2 separate regions of the Mus musculus genome follow, and region 2 is linked to region 1. The links are chromatin contacts, called in public HiChIP or PLAC-seq maps. All regions are on one chromosome and are shown on one strand. The core of a region is the stretch at or near the end of the contact, and the rest is flanking DNA. Distances in the headings are between cores, read along the strand shown. Region 1 holds the start of Wdr78 (WD repeat domain 78). Region 2 overlaps Wdr78 (WD repeat domain 78).

Region 1 (3,865 bases), core at 829-3,328:
TATAAATTTAATTTAGTTTCACTTTAATATCTCCATAAAGGCAAAACAGAAATTAAGCAAGGAAAAAAACTTAAGTAACAAGCTACAAATGTGTATGTATCTACTTATTTGTTCAGTTTACCAATGTGTACTAAAGATGTTCTCCATTCTAGGTAAGAGTCTACAGCAGTGCACAAAACAAAAGAGGACATAATATGAGCTGGGGGGGGGGGGGGCACACCCACAATCCCAAGAGGTTGGAGGCAGAGGCAGGAAGATCTCTGTGAATTAGAGCCAGCCTGGTTTACAGAGAGTTCCAGAAACCCTGTCTTGAAAAACTAAGGAAAAAAAAAAACCTGGAGAATATAATATACTCATGGGGATAAACTCGAAGCGTAATAGCGTTCCTGGCCTATGTGTGTGTATATGTGCGTGTGTGTGCGTGCTGCGGGATGTTACATCATACTCAAGGGGCATAATCCAAAGCCAGATCCCGTGGGGACTTGGAAGAAAGGGAGCTCAGAGGGAAAGGGAAAAGCTTAAGGAAGTTTTGTGCAGACTACTATGTGGAGGGTGTTGGCAAGCAGACGATTCAGCCAGCTATTCCAATGCAGAAATGACTGTTAGGTCTGGAGAGCACAGCTACTTGACGAAGTGAAGTGGCCCTCAATGCTTGGCAGTAAAGATGCAGGACCCATACCGAGGAAGTGCAAGGGTTGCAGTTTAATGAACTGGGATGGCTGCGGACTGGAAACAAAGGGGCAGTAAATTACAGCGCTGAGGATGAATTTCGAGCACACTGGGTGTAATTGCTTCAGTTTTGTTTTCTTGAGAGAGATCTTGAAGAGATAAGAAAACTTGTGAATCATGCATATACTTAACTTTGAAAGGCACAAGGCAACAACGAAGTGAACCACCTGCCTCCACAACACATATTTAGGAAGGAGACAGATTAGTAAACTATTTTGAAAAAGAAGGCCAGGCCAGGTGGCCCAAGCCTTTATTTAATCCCAGCACTTTCAAACCAGTTCCATATCAGCCAGGGCTACACAGGGCGAAAGACCCTGATCTATAAACACAAACAGACATTGATACATAACAGCAGAAACTAGCCACGAGCCTAGTGAAGATTGAAAAATGTCCTATTAGCTAACTGAAGCATTTCAAAACTCAGTAAAGTAAGTGGTCATTTAGATCAAAGCTGGTGACTGGCTAGTTAACAACTAAAGTGCCAACCGACTGTTGTAAGCTATTGGAAAGCGCTTTTTCGGAGAAGCGATGTAAGGCTGAGCACTTAACTCAAGGGCAAATGCAAGGCTCTCTCCTCAGAACTTTCAGTAAGTTCAAAGGGCGAATTAGCTGAGAGGATGTTGGAAGAAAAGATGTGGCTGCTCTGGGAAGACCGCAAAACCACTGAAATGTTCGAGCATGAAAGGGGGAATATTTTAATGAAAATTCAAACCACTTCCAAGTTCAACGCCACACGAGTCCACATTATCTTTGGGCCTTTCTCCTAGCTTAGCGGCATGAACTAAGCAGTTAAGAGTCTTAAGGTAAGCTGGCAGAAAGAGATGAAAAAAAAAAATCCTCTGCTGGCGTACATATTAAAATTAGCTTTGGTTGCTCAGAGACCAAGGAGCCAGAACACGAGACAGCTTGGAAGTTGAGAGACCTAATGAAAGAATACAAGAAAAAGCGCTTGGAAGAAATAGGCAGGGTGGTCCTCGACAAACTCCGGTCTAGCACGGCAGCGGGAGTTTTTACACAGACCGAATCAAGCCAGAGGATCCGGCGCTGCCTGGGGGGCTCCGCGGGATCGAATGCGTTGGGAACCCCTTTCCAAACCGAAGGGCTGGCTGTCTCTCCGGGATCTAGAGGAACGGGCCACACGGATCTAGTGCGGAACTTACGCGGCGAAGCTGGCCTGCTTGCGGGTGCTCGTCGGAGAGCTATGCATGGTGGTGACTTTTTAGACCAGGGCTCGGCGCCCCCTTCCCCAGCAGGTTCGGCGATGCCCGGACTCCCAACTGCCCGCTCAGCAGCTCAGGAATGTTTGCCGGGCGCCATGGCGACCGCGGAGCCTGGCTCAAGAAGCGGCCGCGCGGTTGGCTGGCCGCTCGAGGTGGAGGAGGAGGGCGGAGGCGGAGGGGAGGGTAGAGGGTTGGTGGAGCTGGAGGAAGCTCGGGCGACGATTCGGAGGAGGCGGGCGGCCCAGGCCCTAGGCCCCTCCCAGGCTGCGAGTCTCCCGGCTGCAGGCGGATGGATGGGGCGTCTCCAGGCGGCGGCGGCAGCAGCGGAGGCGGCGGCAGCAGCGGCGGCTGTAAGTGCAGCCTCCACAGACCATCTTACCCATCCTTCGATCGGGAACCGGGGCCCCAGGGGCGCTCGCAGTCTCCTTTTCCCCACTTCCCCTCCCCCCACGGGAGAGCGCCGCCCGGAAGACTCCTAACTTCCGGGGCGGGGCTGCCCGAGTGTACCGGGAGGGCTGGCGGCTTGGAGGCGCTGCCGTCTGGCGCGCATGCGTAGTTTCCGCCCCGCCCCTCCCCGGTCTTTCGGCCTTCGCGGTGGCGGCGGCGGCGCCCAATCTTCGCCGCTTCCGCGGCGCGCCGGGATTACGCTGCGGAGTGAGTTTGCGGGGCGGGCAGGCCAGCTCCCGCCCTTTTCGGTCGGCCCTCGCTCCGCGGCAGGGGTGTGGCTTCCTGGCCACTCCCCCGTGGCTCCACCTCTGTGCCCCTGATTTCTCTAGCTGTCCAGCCAGTTGAGGTTGGCTCTCTTAGCAGAGCATCCCTTGAGGTGATAGGCGCAACCTGGGTCAACCTGCCGTTGTCGGAGGGAGCTAGAGGGGCGAGAGACTCAGAGACAGCATTGCAGGGAACCAGCCGCTCCCAGTGCCTATCTCCCCCGCGAGTGGCCTTATTCTTTTAGCTTGTAATGTAGATGCTTGCTGGCCTGGTTCCCATCTCTGGTCCTTGCATGTTGTGTGACCTTGGGCAAGTCTCTTCCCCCACTCCCGGGGAGGGCTTCAGTTTTTCTATTAAACCTCAATTTTTGTAATTTTGCAGAAGACCTTAGGCAATTTTAAGACCAGCTAGGTTTCTAAGACCGCTTAACGGAGATGACCCGGAATTGACTAGACTTTTCTCAAATCATGGGTGAAATACAGAAATGTAATTATTGGGTTCTTTGTAATCTTTAGCATTGCTTATAAATTGCAGGACTCAATCTTTGTTTCATTTTGCTGAAATTCCCACGGGGCGGTTGACCTGGTTCTGGGACATCTTTTGAAAATGTGAGACTGAGTGAGCTTGAGGTAACTGTCTCTGTCTCTTTGCTACTGAGGCTTTCTTTCCTTTAATCCAGATGGTGTGGTGGCTCGATTCTCCCAGTGCCTGGCTGAGTTTCGGACGTGGTTAAGAACCAACTGGTTGAGGTTCAATGCAGACAAGACGGATGTGATGCTGGTAGGCAAGGGCACGACTGGAGATGAAGGGAGGGCAAAGGCAAGCTCCCTCATGTAATAAAAACATGATTATTGTCTGTGCTGGTGTTGTAGGCGTGCTAATGGCCAACCCTTCCAAGACTTTGGGTGATATAAAAGTGACATCAGCAACGTTAAGATTTATAACTAGTTTGCAAATATTGATAAGATGATAAAATAAGGCCACTGGATGAAATTATATGAAAAAGATTATGAAAGGAACCCAAACTATCCTTTGAAGGGTCAAATTTCTCTACGTGTTTTAGGATGGCATTAATAAAAGAACAAAGGAAAAGATAATTTCTGTTGGTTGTGGAGCCTCCATATGTAATGTGCTGCTGTGCTTTGCATCCTGTAGTCCTGCCCACTAAAGTCAAGATAAGTTCAGAGGTCATTGAAGAAGAACAC
Region 2 (3,865 bases), core at 949-3,448, 75 kb before region 1:
GAGTAAGTATAAGAATGGCTAGAGCCTGCCTGTAATCTCAACACTCTGGAGGTGGAGGCAGGAGGATCCTGAGTTTGGGTCTAGCCTGGGCTATATGAAGACTTTATCTTCTGAACAACAAACTGAATGAAAACAAAGAGAATCTGATTTCCATCCTTTCAAATTGGCAGTGAATAGTCTTCAGTGTGTGGTTTTACTCCTTTAAGCCTCATATAGACTTCTGGGAAAGGGATACTATTGTTGTAACAATTTGTTCGACTTGTCTCAAGATTCTTAAGATAAATAAACAGAGCTATTGGATGTGAATTGTGAAGAGCTTCAATATGCATTATTATTAGCATATTGATAACTAAACTTTCAACATTTTCTTTTAACTGCACTCCTGAGACAAAAAGGCAGATACTAAGTGTTCTAATTTCTCATTTGTAACTATACATAATTGTTTAGAAGTAAGCCAAATGAATGTTAAATATGATGCATAATTACACATTGTGGAGAATGCATTGTCCTTTCTTCCATTGGCTGGCAGTATGGCTAGCTAAACAGCAGGCTCAGATAACTGCAAGTTCTGCCTGAGAGATGCCTCATGGAGAGCGACCAGCCTAAGTAACGACTGCCTGGTGCTGGACCTTAGTCATCACTCTTGCTGTTCCGAACTGCACACACATGTGCATATGTACTTACAGGTGGGATGACTAAGGCATGGGTAGGATTCCCATACGATGGAGTTTACTATAAGGAACCAAAGCTATTCTAGAAAACAGGCAAAGAAATTCCCTGTGAAATCCCTCAATATAAAACACACAAACACTCTCCAGTCTACACATAGGAAACAATCACTTAAGCCTGCATCATCTAGAGAAAAAAAAATGAAGTAGAGTAGGTCCAATCCTGAGATCAGTTGTCCAGGGTCCAAAATAATGCCTTTATTTCTCAGCTAGGCTTGATGAAGACAAGAGAAAAAAATATAAATTAAAAGGAATTAAAATAAAATGAATACATTTTCAACTAAATCAAATTTTTATTTTTCTTACTCAAAGTAACACAGTTTAATATTTTTTAGAAAGCCAACCACAGTGACTTACGCCAGCAGAAAATATCTAATCTTTATGACCTGGCCTAAACCCAAGAGCCAGCTAAAATCGCCTTGCTTTTGTCTAACACATAGCTCCAAAGAAATGGAGACCATGAAGCAATGGCTATGCGTAGTAGGTAGTTCTCACTGCCCTGTGGACTCTTATCACCACCATAGACACAAAAGATCTCCAAATTTTTTGTGAAATTTACACACCCTGGCTTCTTTCCTCCACTCAAAACACCTTACAGAAAAGGCTGTCACGCCCTATGGCCCCATTCAACACCTGAACACTAGTTAGGGTGACCCACATGGATAACCCCTTCCAAGTCTGTGTGGGTGTGTGTGGGGGGTTGTGTGTGTGTGGGTGTATACCCACCCTTACTGCCCAGTCTCTGTCTAGACTACTTTAGAAAACACCCTGACCTGGTCTGTATGTCTGAGACCTTCTGTTTTCTTTCTAAGACAATTTAAGTCTGGCCTCAATGCATTTGACTCTGCAGATGACTCTGGTCCTTTGAGAGGAAGCTAGCAATGCATTTCGGATTATTGTTCCCCTGCTGACAGATAAGTGGGATGCTGGCTAGCCAGCATATGTGATGCTTATATCTGTTGTTCTGTCCTGTAGCTTGCCAATCGGTGGGACAAAGTTCTGTAGTTTCAGGCTCAGGTTTAAGTGGGGAGCACTGATGTTCTGAGTCCCGTGTGAGTGCTCACTGTGCTCCCCGAGGTGGCAGTGCAGTTGGAAGCCCCCAAAGCCAAGCTTGGGAAGTTAGTTTGACACTGTTGGAATTGTGTTTTCTAATGACTGTGTCTTAAGTAATCCTCAAAGTGTCTGAATTTTTTAAGAAGCCATTTTCTAAGCTATTGGGATATTTTATAGGTATACATACTTGCTAATAAGTATTTTAAATATGACCAAGAAGTGGAACAGAAATATCTTTAGAAAATTAAGACAATCCCAGCACAAATCTTTAGCTTATCTTAAATTACAAACTAATCCCTTGTTTCTGAAATAAAAGCTAAGTCAATTGGAATGGAAGTTGTAGCCTACATACTGCTCTCTTCAAGTCAGACTCTTAAGCTTACAGCAGATGATGTTGGTCCCTTTCCGTTAGAGAAGAACAAAGCGTAAGGAGAGTGACAGATCATCCTGTGTGGTTTGTCTTGGGCCCAAGCAGAATGTTGATTACGTCTCCCTGAAAAGGAAGGAAAACCACACAATTACAATACAATAAAATCCAACCTGAACAGTAAAGCTGTCGTTAAAATGCCATTTGAAAGTTGTAAGTTAGATGTCCGCCTTTAATGCGTACCCAACAAGACTGTAAAAGAGGAGAGCAGCAGAGCAAGGCTTAAATAATGACAGTGGCTTCCTGGCATAAAGCTGCTTTCCTAGGGGATGCCTCTTTTTATGAAGCTGGACAAACATTTTTACAGGGATTTTATGGAAAGACAGGGTTAGCAGCACCTCCTGTTTGCCCTCCGTGCCTCAGCCTGAGCTTCCTCGCTTGCACTTCCTGACCTGTCCGTGGCTGACTTCTTCATTTCCATGTGGGTTTGTATTTTCACGTATTGATACTTATTTGTACTAGAAAACCACGAGATGATCACATAGAAGAGGGTGAAAACTACGGATGAGGCGGAGGGGGAGAAAAAAACGTAGAGTAGACCAAGCAGTCAAGCCATGTCTTCTCTACCACACGGCAGAAAGGGTCCTGAGAAAACTTGAAGATGATGGGAGATGGAAATGCCAACCATTCCTAAGTGCTAAACACTAACAGCCCCTGTATCTCAGAAGTCACTTCCCATCCTCTGGCTTGTACTGCACTTGCTGCCTCTGGCACTTCCTCGTTCTGCAGTTTCCACTTAACAAGCCCAGCCGGAGCCAGCCTCCACGTGCTTTTCAAATCTGTCTCTCACTCGGGCTAATGAAATGGATCAGTCCTGTAGTTTGCTCAGTGATGTATCCTGAGTCCCTAAGACAGACACAGTCATGCTGTGCATGATCTGACCAATCAAAGAATGCCTTCATAGCTTTCAACAGTACTCTATTACATGTCTATATTTTTTAAACATTCTACCATTGAAATATTCTCCTTTAGTTTATACATACACACACACACACATTAAGCAAAAAAAAAAATATATATATATATGGCAAATATCTGCCATAGTAGTCAATGAAGTATATACGAGTACTCTCTACAGACTAGCCATGGAAAAGGTTTTTCCTAAAAGGCCCAATGAATTAACTTCCACTGAGTTTCCAAACTCTAACTCTTTAAAGCAAAACTTAAGCCACCCAGCGATCAACCATCATCATGTGAAGGAAAGGGCTGGTGTTTCTGCTGTCACAAAAGATAATGGTTAGTACATACTACCAAAGGTTAGCTGTACTAAAAAGTTATAATTGCAAGCCCTGGACCTGGTCTCATGTTTCTGTCAGACAGGAACCTGTTAGCCATTAAGCAAGATGGGCACTGCTTTGGCAATAACTCCTGTGTTCTCTTTGTTTTCTGTGGCTAATAAACCTTTCTCTGTTCTTTTACACCTTGGCTATACTTACTTCAGCCTTTTAGTTCTCAAGATGTGGACCATGGCGTTTGCTTACATTACTGCTAACCAGAGTCCATTTGCTGGGCCAGGGCTGGAGCCACCCTTCGGCCTTGTATTATCTCCTACGCTGGAGTCCTCTAGGAAGCACCGAAATGTTAGAAATCATTCCACTTCAAGCTCTCAGAACTCAAGAATGAAAACCCTTCTCCTGAAGAAGCCCACAGATGTTGA

The links. HiChIP or PLAC-seq counts read pairs in DNA pulled down with a chosen protein or histone mark.
Region 2: an H3K4me3 HiChIP or PLAC-seq map of the SCID.adh cell line shows a contact between it and region 1, with 22 read pairs. The contact joins the enhancer-like site here to the promoter of Wdr78 in region 1. A contact is called at or near these places in 13 of 39 promoter capture datasets (the 3T3-L1 cell line, 3T3-L1-derived adipocytes, the HPC-7 cell line and 9 more), 1 of 15 datasets of contacts at CTCF or cohesin (CD8 T cells), 6 of 484 Hi-C or Micro-C datasets (CD4 T cells, CD4 single positive thymocytes, CD8 T cells and 3 more), 4 of 115 datasets of contacts at active chromatin or transcription factors (the SCID.adh cell line, double positive thymocytes, embryonic stem cells and 1 more) and 2 of 9 other capture datasets (adipose tissue and pancreatic islet).

What each region holds. Positions count from the first base shown.
Region 1 is chr4:103,112,221-103,116,085 of GRCm38.p6, forward strand. Wdr78 (WD repeat domain 78) reads right to left here and starts at 2,079. Exons shown (of 17, transcript NM_146254.4): 1 at 1,890-2,079. The coding sequence starts at 1,936. It also overlaps a transcript of Mier1 not described here.
Region 2 is chr4:103,037,068-103,040,932 of GRCm38.p6, forward strand. Wdr78 (WD repeat domain 78) reads right to left here. Exons shown (of 17, transcript NM_146254.4): 17 at 998-2,274. The coding sequence ends at 2,224. Among named protein-coding and RNA genes, the nearest start is that of Insl5, 12 kb to the left of the region's middle. Within about 2 kb of position 2,199, at least 36 of the 459 cell types and tissues checked have an H3K27ac peak or open chromatin away from gene starts, as enhancers often do. A contact at or near this core is called in CD4 single positive thymocytes, CD8 T cells, DN3 thymocytes and 4 more, where this site is marked.